Linked DNA regions of Sus scrofa: regions 1, 2, 3 and 5 are each linked to region 4. The links are chromatin contacts, called in public HiChIP or PLAC-seq and promoter capture Hi-C maps. All regions are on one chromosome and are shown on one strand. The core of a region is the stretch at or near the end of the contact, and the rest is flanking DNA. Distances in the headings are between cores, read along the strand shown. Region 1 holds the start of ATAD2 (ATPase family AAA domain-containing protein 2). Region 2 holds the start of TMEM65 (transmembrane protein 65). Region 3 holds the start of RNF139 (E3 ubiquitin-protein ligase RNF139). Region 4 holds the start of FAM91A1 (protein FAM91A1). Region 5 holds the start of ZHX1 (zinc fingers and homeoboxes protein 1).

Evidence for each region. Promoter capture Hi-C pulls out the DNA fragments that hold promoters and counts their contacts. HiChIP or PLAC-seq counts read pairs in DNA pulled down with a chosen protein or histone mark.
Region 1: a contact with region 4 is called in an H3K27ac HiChIP or PLAC-seq map of alveolar macrophages. The contact joins the promoter of ATAD2 here to the promoter of FAM91A1 in region 4. A contact is called at or near these places in 1 of 5 promoter capture datasets (fetal liver), 1 of 47 Hi-C or Micro-C datasets (liver) and 1 of 2 datasets of contacts at active chromatin or transcription factors (alveolar macrophages).
Region 2: a promoter capture Hi-C map of liver shows a contact between it and region 4, with 2.9 times the contacts expected there. The contact joins the promoter of TMEM65 here to the promoter of FAM91A1 in region 4. A contact is called at or near these places in 1 of 5 promoter capture datasets (liver) and 1 of 2 datasets of contacts at active chromatin or transcription factors (alveolar macrophages).
Region 3: an H3K27ac HiChIP or PLAC-seq map of alveolar macrophages shows a contact between it and region 4. The contact joins the promoter of RNF139 here to the promoter of FAM91A1 in region 4. A contact is called at or near these places in 2 of 5 promoter capture datasets (fetal skeletal muscle and liver) and 1 of 2 datasets of contacts at active chromatin or transcription factors (alveolar macrophages).
Region 5: an H3K27ac HiChIP or PLAC-seq map of alveolar macrophages shows a contact between it and region 4. The contact joins the promoter of ZHX1 here to the promoter of FAM91A1 in region 4. A contact is called at or near these places in 3 of 5 promoter capture datasets (fetal liver, fetal skeletal muscle and liver), 4 of 47 Hi-C or Micro-C datasets (embryonic fibroblasts, heart right ventricle, retroperitoneal adipose tissue and 1 more) and 2 of 2 datasets of contacts at active chromatin or transcription factors (alveolar macrophages and skeletal muscle).

Annotation. Positions count from the first base shown.
Region 1 is chr4:16,011,006-16,013,705 of Sscrofa11.1, forward strand. ATAD2 (ATPase family AAA domain-containing protein 2) reads left to right here and starts at 1,273. Exons shown (of 28, transcript XM_001926030.7): 1 at 1,273-1,816. The coding sequence starts at 1,649.
Region 2 is chr4:15,262,111-15,264,810 of Sscrofa11.1, forward strand. It overlaps TMEM65 (transmembrane protein 65), which reads left to right and starts at 1,290. Exons shown (of 8, transcript XM_021088951.1): 1 at 1,290-2,122. The coding sequence starts at 1,834. It overlaps LOC102157933 (a long non-coding RNA gene), which reads right to left and starts at 1,200. Exons shown (of 7, transcript XR_002343112.1): 1 at 657-1,200.
Region 3 is chr4:15,181,233-15,183,932 of Sscrofa11.1, forward strand. RNF139 (E3 ubiquitin-protein ligase RNF139) reads right to left here and starts at 1,288. Exons shown (of 2, transcript XM_001927531.7): 1 at 695-1,288. The coding sequence starts at 875. All of the region lies in intron 1 of TRMT12 (tRNA wybutosine-synthesizing protein 2 homolog), which reads right to left.
Region 4 is chr4:15,680,435-15,683,134 of Sscrofa11.1, forward strand. FAM91A1 (protein FAM91A1) reads right to left here and starts at 1,392. Exons shown (of 24, transcript XM_003354982.5): 1 at 1,061-1,392. The coding sequence starts at 1,132.
Region 5 is chr4:16,099,503-16,102,202 of Sscrofa11.1, forward strand. It overlaps ZHX1 (zinc fingers and homeoboxes protein 1), which reads left to right and starts at 1,278. Exons shown (of 4, transcript XM_013996503.2): 1 at 1,278-1,689.

The DNA.
Region 1 (2,700 bases), core at 23-2,522, 330 kb after region 4:
ATTTAACCATTTCTCATTACTTCCACTGATCTGCATCACCATTATCTCTTGCCTGAATAACTGTAGTGGCCTCCGAAGTAGAGTTGCCATATTTAGCAAATAAAATGACACCCCGTTAAAAATTGAATTTCAGATGAACAACAATTTTTTTAGCATAAGTATGTCCCCTTATTGCATTCTCCATGCAGCAGCCAGAGGGATTCTTTCAAAAAGTCAGAATAAGTCTCTCCTTTGTTCAAAACCCTGTGATGTCTTTTCATCTCACTTATTATACAAAGCAAAAAAAACCTTAAAGCTGAGGCCTTGCAGGATCTGCTCCCAGCAGCTTTTTCCTCTTTGATTTTATTGGTCCACTGTCCTCCCCTGGCCTCTGGTTGCACTTCTCTTCTCCCAGGTATAACTAACCTCCTTTAAGTCTTTGCTTACATTACGTGAGGTCTTTCCTAGATCGCCCTGTTTAGAAGTGCACGCTTCCCTTCACTTTCTCTATATTTCTGCAGCACTTCCTCTTTTAACGAACATATCATTTACTTAGTTTATTGCCCTTCCCCTTTTACCAGAATTTAAGTTCCATGAGGGCATTTTTGCTCTTATTGTTCACAGTGGCATCCCTGGTGCTTAGAATACTGCCCGGCTCATAATAGATGCTCAATAAATATTTAATAAATGTCGAATTAAGGAAATGATTTCCAAATCAATAAGTAGCTTTTATTTGTTTCACTAGGAAGACTCCTCTCACATTCCGATCATTCAGCATGTTATCTATTCTCAGTCATCACGTAACTGCTTTAATTCCAGAGAAGCCATTTTCTGTAATTCTGTAATGGTATAAAACATTTAGATGTGTAGACAGGGTCCTAAGGTATAATAATATCTTAAAATTTAGATATTATAAATAGACTCAGTTTATACGGATTAGGAAATAAAGACCCGGCAAAGGGAATTACTTGCTCAATTCCTAGCTTGGGCGGCGCTGAGTACAGAACCTACGTCTCTAACTATAATACTCTGCCAACTGGCCTTTAGATCCCTTTCTGTTAACTTGTTTGGATTAAGCTAACAGTGAAAAGCTCTAAAGACTCAGAGACAAAAACTGTCAAAAGCCAAGCGCTTCCCCCACCCCTTCAGTCAAGGACCCAGCATTTTGCATTTGAATCCAGCGTGGCGGGAAGCGGAGGGCAGGTGTCAGGAGGGGCGGGGAGGGGCCGCCAGGCCCCGCCAGCCAATCAGAGCGGGCGGGGAGCCTCCCTTCCCCCCCGGCGTCCACGCGCCAAAATTCCAAACCCGATATCGCGCCACTACCCGCCGTCTCCCTCCGCCGAGCTCAGCGAGCCGGAACTATCTAAGAAAAAGAAGTCAGCGGTTTCTGCTCACTGTCCGCTCAGGTCGTCCACACTATCCGTGCGGGCTCTCTTCAAATTCGGCCCAAAGTCCTTCGCTCTATAGATGTGGGGAAAGTTTCGAGCCCGCCGACGTAGAGTGGCCGCGTGGGCGGAACAGGAGGCGGAAGGATTCCGAGTGCGCGCGCTGCGGCCACCCGCGCGCAGCTTGTGGCGCCAGAATTCGGAGCGCGGAAGCGCCTGAGCGGCTGTTTCCCAGTATCGGGTCCGTCTCCCGCCGCGGACGCTCTGCGGAAGAGGGAGAGAAGATGGTGGTCCTCCGCAGCAGCCTGGAGCTGCACAGCCACCCCGCCGCCTCGGCCACGGACTCCTTGGACCTGTCCAACGAGTTCCTCAGTCTGGAGCAGATCGGCCGGAGGCGGCTCCGCTCGGCCGGCGCCGCTGAGCAGTCCGCGGTCACCGCGGCCGCCGCGGGCGTGAGTACCAGCCTGGGGCAGGCCCCTCGGTCGGGCCTGGGGGACTGTCTGTCTGGTGCCCCGTCGGGCCTGGGGGACTGTCTGCCTGGTGCCCGGTGGAGCCTGGGGGTGGGGTGGGCGGTCCTGGTGACAGTTGGCGCGGGGAGAGAAGAGGCGTGTTGGGAGGAGTGTTGTCGAGGACAAGTAAAATGGAAGGCTTTTCAAGATCGGAGCCCGAGGAGGTGTGGGGTGGGCGAAGAGATGGGGCAGATTGCAGGAGGGCTAAGCCGTTGGTTACTACCTACTTTTACGCCAGAGGAAACCCGAGCTCCCCGGAGGCCAAGTGCACTTGGAGGCCAACCCTTGAGTTGGGGGCTGCCCCGCCCCAGCTCACACACCTCCCTAACCAATCTCCCAGGCTCCGGCTTTAGGTTCGCAGGAATCGCGAGCCACACGCCTGTACTGAGCGCTTACTGTATGCGTGACATGTTTTAGAGGCCGCGGCAGATAGAAAGAGTGTGACTCAGGTTCCCTGACTTTCATTTACGATCTAAGAGAGGTTCGGTAATCAGAACGCAATGAATAATACCAGGTTGCGTAATGTGCAGGGATGGAGAGCGACATTTCAGGTACATCTTCACTTAAGCCTCCTAGCAGCTCCATGAGAATGGAGAGTTGTGATATGAATCTCACAGATGAAAAAAACAGCCTCGAGGTACCCAGTAAGTGATAGATCTAAAACTGGAACTTGGATTTTCTGCCTACACAACCTTTCTCTTTCTGTTATTTCATACTCCAGTCATAAGCAAGGTCTGTAAGGATTCCAAGGAGGTGGAGCAGTAGGTCTCCTTGAAAGAAGTGCTTCTTCTGGGTCTGAGGTACAGGTGGAATGTTTGGTAGATTTA
Region 2 (2,700 bases), core at 40-2,539, 420 kb before region 4:
CTCCCAGAGAACATTTTAAATTGTCACTATTACACTACTGCACTGCTATCAAATTAAAAAATGTAAACAATGCTTTCCATGTTTAAGTTAGTGAAGTGGTTCTCAAACTTTTGTGTGCTTCAGTGTTAACTGGAGGGCTTGTTAAAATGCAGATGACTGGGCCCACCCCCCACTTTCAGAGTCCGAAGGTCTTTGGTGGAGTACCGGAATTTGAATTTGCATAACTAACAAACTGCTGCCCAAAGGCCACACTTTGAGAACCATTTTGAAGGCAGGAGGATTTAGCGATAATGTTCCTCCTCTGATTCGCATTTATACATCGCATTTACACTATGATAGCATGTCTACTGCATACACTGCTCTTGGGCTGGGTGTAACAGTGCATGTGATAAGGATAGGATTTAGATCTTGATTACACTTGAGCAGATTTATTCTCTAAGTGGATCTATTCTCTAAGAAGACAGGAAGCCTAAGTGTCATGAGACAGGTTCAGATAAAGCTGAGATCTCCTCCCTCAGGCAGAGATAAATGAAAGCTCAGAACAGGAGACCCTATGAACGTATGGGGCCTTGCAAGATGCCTAGGACATGTGGGAATGGGGGAGGCTCGCAAAATATTTTCTGCCTCAGCTGAGAGAAAGAAACAGCCAAACAAACCTTAACAAACACCTGGGAAAGGTCTGTGACATTCTTGCCTCAGGCTCCGGCATTAACAATCTGCAAGCTGCTTGCATCAGAAAGGGGAAAGGTGTTCTCAGCATCAAGGTTTCAGTCTCAGACTCTTCTTGGGAAAGGGGAGAACTGGCCTCACCCTCTCTTTGGAGCTCTCAGAGTAGGTGCCTCAGAGACCCGAGTGTCTGGCGGAAGCGGTGGTATGCATGGACTTGGCAAAGGGCGCCGCTTGAGCTCTTCAGTCCCTCAAAGCCTGAATAGGGCTCTGTGGTTCGGCCGGGGCCAGGCGAAGGGGGCCGCAAGCCGGAGCATCGTTCAGAATTAACCTCAGATTTAAGACTCAGGCCCGGCGCTACAGCGGGCCGTGTCGTAGCCACATTACCTGGCAGAGCGAGTGGCTCAAAGCTCTTCTTCCCAATTCCCCACAGCCGATAGAAACGTGACGGAGGCCAGCGCAAGGAGTGCTAGCCTTCTCACCCTCCACCTTCACGCACCCGAAGCGCGTGCACACTCCTTTCCCGGGGCGGGGGGGGGGAAACCGCGGCCTGCGAATCTGCATACTGCGCCTGCGCGGCCCCGCCGCGCCCCGCCCCTTTCCTTCGCCCCGCCCTGTTACCCACTGTATCGCCGCTAGGGGTAGTGATGGCGTCTGAGGCCTGAGAGCGTGGTTGCTGTGAGGGCGCGGGAGTCGTATGGAGTGGGGACTAGGGCAAGTGAGAGGGTGGGAAAACCAGAGACAGAGGAGGGCGGTGCTGGAGAAGGGCGGCGCGTGGCTGACTCATCCCTCTGGAAGATCAGACTGACAGACACTAACCCTTGCCGGACCCGCCCGCCCGCCCGCGCCGCTTCTCCTCAGCTGGGAGGCGCCCGCCCGCACAGCCCGCCCGCCTTCTCCGGGAGCGCTCTCCCGGCCCGGCTGCCTCAGAGAAAGTTTTTGTCGTCGGAAGGGACTGGAGGCGCCACTGGCCTTTGGGAAGGGAAGGAGGACGGAAGAGGAGGCGACAGCCGCGTGGGCCCGGGGAGTGCATGGTGCCCGGCGTCTCGGCTGCCTGTCAGGAGGACATCGGGGCGGGGTCGAGCTGAGCCCAGCTCCTTCTTCGCGCAGCGGCGCCAGAAATCTCCCTCCCGGGCTGCCGCGGGGGTCCTCGCTCCTCAGCCCGCCATGTCCCGGCTGCTGCCGCTGCTGAGGAGCCGGACCGCGCGCAGCCTGAGGCCGGGCCCGGCCGCCGCCGCGCCCCGCCCGCCGTCCTGGTGCGGCTGCGGGCGGGGGCTGCTGGCGCTCGCGGCCCCGGGCGGCCCCCGGGCGCTGGGTACCCACCCGAAGAAGGAACCCATGGAGGCGCTGAACACGGCGCAGGGCGCGCGCGACTTCATCTACAGCCTGCACTCCAGCGAGAGGACCTGCCTGCTCAAGGAGCTGCACCGCTTCGAGTCCATTGCCATCGCCCAAGGTAAGGGAGGCGCGAGGGGGGCGAGCCGGGGGGCGGGGGCCGGGCGCCCTCCCCTCCCCCACCGGCGCCCCGGGAGGCTGCCCACCGCTCGGCCCGGGCTCCTCGCCGCCGCCCCCCTCGCCCGCCTGGCCCGGCGCCTGGGACGTCCGACGGGGGGAACTTTCCGCCTCCTAAGTGTCCCCGGGGCAGGTAGGACGGGGCGGATCGTGCCAGGGCCAGCGCTTGGCTGGTTCCTCCCCAGCCTCAAAATCGGCGCTTCAGCCCCAATTGCCGACGGATGCTGAATTGATTTTGTTTAGATTGGCTGTGTCCTCCCCCCAGCCCCGCTCCCCCCCGCAGCCCTCCTGCCCCCAAGCCCTTGCTGCGTTCCGGTGAACGTGCAGCCACGCGAGTGGCCTGCAGTGCCTCCTTCAAAAGCGCTGCAAAGCCTAGACGCAGGAAGAAACTTTGTTGAATGATCCTAAAACAAGGTGTATGGGTGTCCAAAAGAAGGGCTGTTGCTTCGTAAGGCGGAGTTGCTCTCAGCTGCTTCTTTGCACAAATCTGTAGTTGTATTCTTTTAAGCAGCCGAAGGAAAC
Region 3 (2,700 bases), core at 38-2,537, 500 kb before region 4:
CAAGTGAAGATAGGGAGGGAAGTATAAGATGTTTTTAACATTCCATTCGTACACGACGAAGACAATGATTTTCAGAAGTGTCATCACTTCCTAGCCACGTTTTTATAACCGTTCTCAGTATCTTCCCTATTCGCGGGAAATTTTAGGACTCATTATAAGTACTGCCTGCTTCACGAGGATTTTTGGTAATGGTTTCAAGGTCTGACATTCGAAACCTTGTCTCCTCCGTTTGGATGTCATTTAAATGGCAACATAAGAGTACTCTGCATTTTGGAAACCGGGAAACTGAGGCCCAGGCTTTGGCTCCACGAGCCCAAGGTCACGCACTGCGAGACGGGGCAAAAACAGTTGCTGTTTTTCCAAAGCTGTCGCATAGGACGCGGTAAACCAGTACTCATTTCCCAAGAGAAACAGCAGGCTCAAAGCCGCACGCTCACACATTGATGTTTTCTCCCAGCCCTTAGAGGCAAAAATGAACAGGAGGCTGAGTCGCTGGGAGGACTGCTCCGCTGTCAAGTCTGAGACAAGTGTCATCTCCTCCCCTGGCTTGCAAAGACGCCCCCGGGGGGGGCTGGTGTGTGTACATACACACATACACACACACACACCCTGCGCGCGGCCGCCCGCCCGCTCCCTGCAGCACGTCTCGGCCCAGCGGGCAGTCTCCGGACGCAGGCTACCCAGTCCCCCTTACCAAAGAGCCGGAGGAAGACCTGGAGCCCGAAGCAAAACCGGCTTTGGCTGGAATCGTAGTAGGAGTTGAAGATGGCGTCGATGATGTAAAGGCAGGGCACCCGGAGCGCCACTTCGAGCGCCGCCCAGACCTGCTGATGGGCCATCCGCACCTGCTGCTGCGGGGGCCCCACCGCCGCCATGAGCCGCTGCCACACCGGGGCTGGGCGGGCCCGGCAGGGCCGCGTGGGGCAGGGCCCGGGACGCCGGCTGGGGGCGGAGGCGGGCGACTCCGCCCCGCCCTCCCTCCTCTCGAGTCTTTCTCACGGCCCGCCCCGCCGCCCGCTCGCGTCTCTCGAGCTGGAGCAGGCGGCGGAGGCGGCGGCTGAGGCTGCGGCGGCGGCTTCCGGGAGGCCTCTGGGTGTCGGTGTTTCCGGCCGGCTATCGCCTGGCTCCTCCCCCCTCCACCGCCTCCCCCGCCCGCGGAGCCACCATCTTGACCTCGCCCGCCTGCCTCTGCCGTTGTTGCTGTTGCCAGGCCGGGAGGCTGCGCTCGCGGTTACGCGAGACCGCGGAGCCCGCGCGCCGACGTCGCGTCATAATCCGGCGCTTGGAACGCTCCCCATTCGGTCATCACGCTCGTCGTACCAGACGTCCCTGAGCGTTGCCGCGGTTCCCGCCCACCTCCGCGGCTGCGCCGTCGTCACGGCTTTGGGCGCCACCTGTTGGCGCAGACGCTCTTCCGCAGCCGCGCCCTCTGGCCTCAGAGTGGCCGCGTCACCCACGGCGGTGAAGGCTCAGTGAGGGATTGGGCCGCGGGAGGGAATTATTAGTCGCTCTACTAGAGACCATTAAACGTCCCGTAAACATGATATAGAGCTGCTAGGAAGGAGGAAAGACAAAGGGCGCCGAACGTCAGACCTACCCCACCCCACCCAAAGGCGGGATCCGAGCTGCTGACTCTTCGGGGAAGATGCTGCAAGGCCGTTTGGGGACCTGTTGGAGGCATCGCCGCATGCGCAGTGCTGAGTGGCTGCTGTTTTGGGTTGGGCTGGGTGCGGTAGGCATTACCAAGGAAAGTAGCCCTCGCATCCCTCTGCGCATCAACTTTCCTGTTTCCTACCCGATTGGTTACAACTGCGGACACTTGCTGGCCACATTTTACTAATATCAAGGGCCACTGTAACTTAAGGGCAAGAATTCTGGCCTCTTCGTTTCTAACCTTTGAGGTATGCACGCCCAGGCAGTCCGTTCTTTCTCAGGGCAGAAGAAGCCATTCTTTTTTGTAGGGAATCAGAACATGCCACCCCAAAGTATGCCACTTTGACATGATTATGTTTGAGTTGAAGACAGTTGAGAAACAGAAACAAAAAACTCTCCACCTCAGCACTTAACCGTCCTCCCATTTGCCTAAAAAGCGAACATAAGTTTCCATTTTGTAAAGGTGACTCCCTCTCCTTTACCAAAAGGAAACTTGTAGACTCAGTCACAAGTCTTACCAATCCTTATCTTTATTAGTTTCCCCCACATACTTACCTTACACAAGTTTGCCACCCCTAAAAGCCTAAACTCCTTTTCCTTTGTCTTATCACTTCTCTACAATGCACTGTTCTTTGTTAAGAAGCTTTATAAGCCCCAAATTGTAGCCACCTGAGTTGTCGATCACTTAGTTTCTCCAAGCCTGTATACACCGGAGAAACTTGTTATTCTCCTGTTAATCTCTTTTGTTGGTTTAGTTTTAGGGTCCCAGCAACAAACCTAGGAAGGAAAAGATCTAAATTTGTTGCCTATACATGTAATTAATATAACCTGGCTATCCTTTCTGTTCCTTAACCAGCAGGAGTGTAAGTTAGGTCAGAGTCTTAATTATAAACCAAGACAGATTAAGGGGGATAGGAGTACCCGTCCTGGCACAGCGGAGAAGAAACTGACTAGGAACCATGAGGTTATGGGTTTGATCCCTGGCCTCGCTCAGTGGGTTAAGGATGAGTGGGTTGCCATGAGCTGTGGTTGTAGGTTGCAGAGGCT
Region 4 (2,700 bases), core at 142-2,641:
GCAGGAACTTGAGGGTCAATCTTTGACCGGAGAACAATGCCTTCCATAAAGTACATAACACTCCCGTCATTAGATTGACCACCACCTGCTATATTACGTGTATTATTCAGTTACTTGTTTACTGTCCTCTTTCCTTACTAAAACGTAAGCTCCAGGAAGAGGGGGTTTCCTCTTGTCTACTGCTGCAAATTACCCTCACCTAAAACAAGGCATAGTACATAGTAGGTGTTCAATAAACATCTGTAAAACAATGGAGGAAAAAACGCGACACTCAAGTATTTGAGAATTACCTCTCAGACAAAAGCCTTTTGTCATTCTCTTCTTGAAAGATCTCTAATAAACCCATCCTGTTGAGAGGATTAAGTCCAACAAAACAAAATACAAAAGTCTTTCAAAATCTGGCCCTGACTGCCACCACCCCCACTCACGAAGCCCCACCTCCAAACAAATCAATACAGCTACACCTCCAGGCTCGGTGGTAGGAAGTCGCTCACTACTCTCTCAAAACACGCTCTCACTCGTCCGCGCTTTTTAAAATGACATTCCCTCTCCCTGGAAAATCTTCCAAGTCTCTTATCTAGCCATCTCTTCTTCGTCCTTTAAGGCCCAATTTAAATGCCTCCTCTACACATCCTCTTGACACTCCCTGGACAATGTGACTTCCTCCTCTGTGCGTTCGCATATACACTTATGCAGTTTCGTGTAAGCTGCTATCACTCTGTAAATGTATTCATTTATTTCTAGACCCTTTCCCAACATCCCGAAATTCTGGAGGTCAAGGGCCGTGCTTTAATTAGCTTAAAGGTGCCTAGCCCAGTGCCTGGCTGAACCGAGAGTGCGTGCAAAGTCGCGAAGCCAGTCCAGTGGACACCATTCCATCCCATTTCGCAACGGCCCTATCCTGCCCCTGTGGCCCTGGGAGCGTCCCCTCCTCACCCCTGGGCTGCAGGTTAACCCTGGCGAGGGGAAGGCCAGGAATCAGCCTAGAGGCGCCAGCCACGGCCACGGGGCGCGGCGAGCAGATGCCGGCGAGGCGGGACCCCGGCCCCAGGTTCCATACCTGCCTCACGTTGGCCGGCAGCTTGCTCCACGGGTAGTTGTGCCGGATGTGGAACTCCACGTCTATGTTCATGATGCCGGGGGCCCGGGCGGGCGGCAGCGGCCGGGACCGCGGCTGGAAGGACGCCTCCCGCCTGCCCGCCCTCGGCCTCCCAGGAGCCCGCGGGAGGCCCCGCGCCTCAAACTGCGGACGGCCGGGGCTGCCCCATGGCCAGGGCTCCCGACGACTCGGCGCGGCCCGGGCCACGGGGCACGCGAGCAACGAAGAGAGGTGGCCAGAAGCCTCGGCGGCTCCAAGTTTCTTCCTAGTTTCAGCCCGCCGGAAATGGCTTCGAGGTGCGTCACTTCCGCCCGCCAGCGAGGGGCTGGGGGGCGGAGCCCGGGGTTCCAGCCCCGCCCCCTCCACACTGGGGTCTGGCCTGAGTAGATAGAGCCGCAAGGTGCTCAGGTATGGCTCGCCCACCCGCGCACTCCCTGTGCCTCTGTCAGTCTCTGGATGAATTAATTGGGCTTGCATTGTACCATTGCTGGATGACCGACTTGCCCTCAAATGTGAGCCCAGCAGCAGGCAGTTACAGGCGCTGGGGTGGGCTGCCCGAGAAGGAGAGACTTGGGAAGGGGGGGCCATAGCTAACTTAGAAGTGCGGGAGCTGTGGGCCCTAGCTCTCCATAGCCAACCCTGAACCGAGGCCGGGTGGGCAGGGCCCAGGCTCAGGAAGGAATGTTCAAGACAGAGCTTTACTCCCAGTAGAGGCGTAGGGCAGAGGTCTAATGACCCTTCACCTCCTGAAAGTTGCTGCATCTTGTGAAAGAGAAACGTTGCGCTCTAAGGTTCCCATTTAACCCCATTCTCCCCAACCCCTGAACACACACACACACTTTTGGCAGATCGAGTTTCACTCAACTAGTGTAAACTATCAGAATATAGAAGTCGTTACTATTCTGCATTATAACTCTTTGAAAATGTAGTCCTTTCATATATCTTTGTTTAAAGTGAATTTGCCCCAAGGATTCATTTTTCACAAAGGTACTTACACCATGAGTCTCCTGATTGGTTGGTTTCATTCATCTGAAATAAAGATATGAGAAGAAACTTCCATGGTCATATGTTTCAACACCAAGAAATATACCTATTGATCCATGAGGGCAGGCGTTACTCTCCTTCTTATGGTCATTATCCCAGTCGTAATCCATTCACCAGACCGCTTTCAAAAAGGGTTCTTCAAATCACCTGAAGATACCAATTCATGTGAAATACTTCTTTTTGTTACTCCAATTAATGTTATATGAGTTACAGGTTTGTATTGATAAATAAGTAAGTTTTCTGTTAAAAAGAAAAAAAAACAAAGGTTCAAATTCTTTAAGTGTAGGGATTCAGCTAAAATGTTAAACAGCTGGTGCTCACATGGGGAGGCCCTAAGGGAATCTAGGAGATAAAGATTCTTGGGCACAGCCTCTTGTTTCTGCTTCTGCTCCATGCTGCAACCTCCAGTCACTTTTTAATGGCAGATCAAGCCTGCTTTAATTTCAGTTCTAGTGAGAATGTCTTTGGGGACCCTTTCGTCCAGAATTTGTTACACTGGCTTAGCAAACCCATGATCATTGTTACTGGCAAGCAACCATAGATGAATTCAGTATTTC
Region 5 (2,700 bases), core at 28-2,527, 420 kb after region 4:
AATCTTAGGCAGTTTTCAGTGGGCACAGTACTGCCCCCTAGGGGGCGTGCTGAAATTTTGTTGGGGCTGTTTTGGACTGTAATTATATTGGTGCCAGAGTTTTTCCATAGTGGAAAATGTATTTTATTAGTATTTTTGATATTAGTTTAATATTTTAGAATAAGTTACTTTCACTTATTTCACCTTTATGTTATCAGAACATTACAGTAGTTTCTTGTAGATAGTTTACATTATCAATGAATTTAATTCCAGGAGAGTTAAAGTGGTGTTAAAGTTTTGTTGTATACACAGAGTGTTGAGCATGGCAGGACTGAGCACCTATGTTTGCAAGATTAAGCTTTGCTTGCTTCTGCTTCCACAAGTTCTAGTATTCTAAGATAAAACAAACAAATAAAAGAAGCCGATGTGCACTGATTTCAACCATCAGGCTTTCACTTTAAGCAACTGCATGTTTTAGGATTAATGTGGCTCAGTGGAGCGCTGCTGTTAAAGCGCAGAGGGTCCATGCCCGGGGTGGGGGCGGGGAACGAACATCAAGGCGCCGGAAAGTTCCCACAGGTCCTGGCCGGAGATTCTGTGAAGAGTAGCCTGGAAGGTGATTTGTTTCCCTTTGCTTTGGTCTGTACTTTTTTCCTTGTAAAAAATGATGTGGGGAGGGGAGAAGGGACGAAGAGAAATGGGGAGGGTAGTTTTTCCCAAAGCCTGGGTCCTTAGCCGGCCTCCTTTGCAGGGCTGGTTCGCATTGAAGCTGTTCAGTATTTGACGACCACGGCTTGAAAAGAAAGCCCCCCACAAGAGTGACTCGTGAGGGGGAGAGGGAGGGCTTTCGGGGAGCAAAGGGTGGCTCCGTCTTGCCCCGCGGTTCAAAGTGAGGTTGGATCGAACTTTTGGTATCAGCGGGTGGAGGGACGGCTTTTGATGTTGGAGTTGGAGGCAAGAGGTGGCAGGGCAGCAGCTGACAGGGGGTGGAGCTTCGGGCTAGAATCCCGAAGGGTTTCAGAAAGACCCGACTTCTATTGACAGTAGGAGGGGCTCCCGACGAAAGGGGCGGGCTTGGACAGTACTGCCACCAAATGGGACTTATGACAAGGGGCGTTTCTCAGGATCCAGCGGTGACTTTAGGAAGAAGGAGCGCCCGGGGGCGGGGCCACAACTGACAGAAGGCGGGGCTGCCTTCTGGATTGACCTGAGTGAAGAAAAGGCTTCTACCGATAGCGGGCGGAGCTAACACCAGCAAGGGGCGTGGCCGCTTCGAGACTTGGAAAAGGCGGGGCTTCTGTTGACAGAGGGGCGGGGCGGCCCCCTACCTCTCGCCCTGCGCCAATCCGGGGGTGGAGGCCAGGGTCGAACCCCAGGGGAGAAGCAGGGTCTGCGAGTGGAAAGCGTGGCGCAGAGCGGGGTGGGGGCGCGCGGAGGGCGCGCGCGCGCGGGAGGGCCCCGCCTCGGCCGGCTCTTCCCCTCCCCCGCTCTCGCCCCGGGTCGGCCGCTGGGGCGCGCGCCTGGCCTAGCACCCCCACCCCAGACTTTACGTTCCACCGAGTCTGCGGATCTGCTGAAGCCGTGAGCCGGACCGCCGAGCGGTTCCGGGTGTAGGGTTCACAGGTCAGAGTTGACTCCTTGAAAAGTGCAGCCGGTTTGAAATGCAAGATGGCGGCGGCGGGGCGCTGAGAGGCGCGGCGGCCCCTGCAGGTAGCGGTGCGAGCGGGCTTCGCGACGAGCGGCCCCGGGCATCCGGGGCTGCGGGTAGGAACCCGCGGCGCAGAGCCCGCGGCCAGTGCGGCGGGCCGGGAAGGCGCGCGGCGCGCGGGCTGGTTGGACGAGGGCGGCCCGAGGGCAGAGACCCCGGGGGGCTGAGCGCGCTCCGCGCCGCGAGTGGCCAGGCTGACCGGCTCGGGGCTTCCGAGGGGGAGGGACCTGGCCTGCCTGGGCCGGATCGCCGACGGGGGACAGACCCTGAGCCTCTTTTGCGTTCTCGGGTCTCTGCGGCCGCGGAAGGGGCTGAGGGTGGGCTTGTACGGGGAAATCTCAGCACCCCTCTCCTCCCCCGCGGCTACGAGAGGACCGAGCAACTTGAGATTATTGAAGGGAGTGAGGACCGGGTCTCCCTTAGAAGGGGGGGGGCGGGGGCCGCAGGGACGGAGCGCACCAGCAATGTCGAGGGTCCCTGGGGAGGAGATCGGGAGCCGGGCCCTGCCCTGCGGGGGCGTGTGGCCTCGTGGGGACTCGGTCTCCCTGAGAGTCTGGGGAGTCATCTCTTGCTGGAGCTGAGCGCACTGGCATTGCGGTTGGAGCTCGGAGAAACCCGTCTGGGAAAGGCTGTACCTCCACTTCAGGAGAGGCTGGGCACCCATTTCGGGGCGAGTCTCAGAGTTGAGACCTTAAGAACTATATAAGGTTTTGAAGAAGCCCTGGAACTTTGGGAGAAGTTGATTCAAGAAAATGTAAATATTATCTGTCCCTTTAAGGAGGAAGATGAGGAGGCTGACTGGGGACCGCTCCAAGCCTTAGGGCCTAAAGGGAACGGTTTCCAGATCTTTCCGAGGAGTGAAGGGCTAGGAGGGAGCTGTGAGAGGAAGGGGGTCTCATGGTAGGAAAGAAGAGCCCTGGCTGATGCCCTTTCCGTGTGTGTGTTTACTCCAAAGTTCTAGGGAAAGGGACTTGAAATTCTTTGTTTCAATTCGACATCCCAGCTCTCCCCTC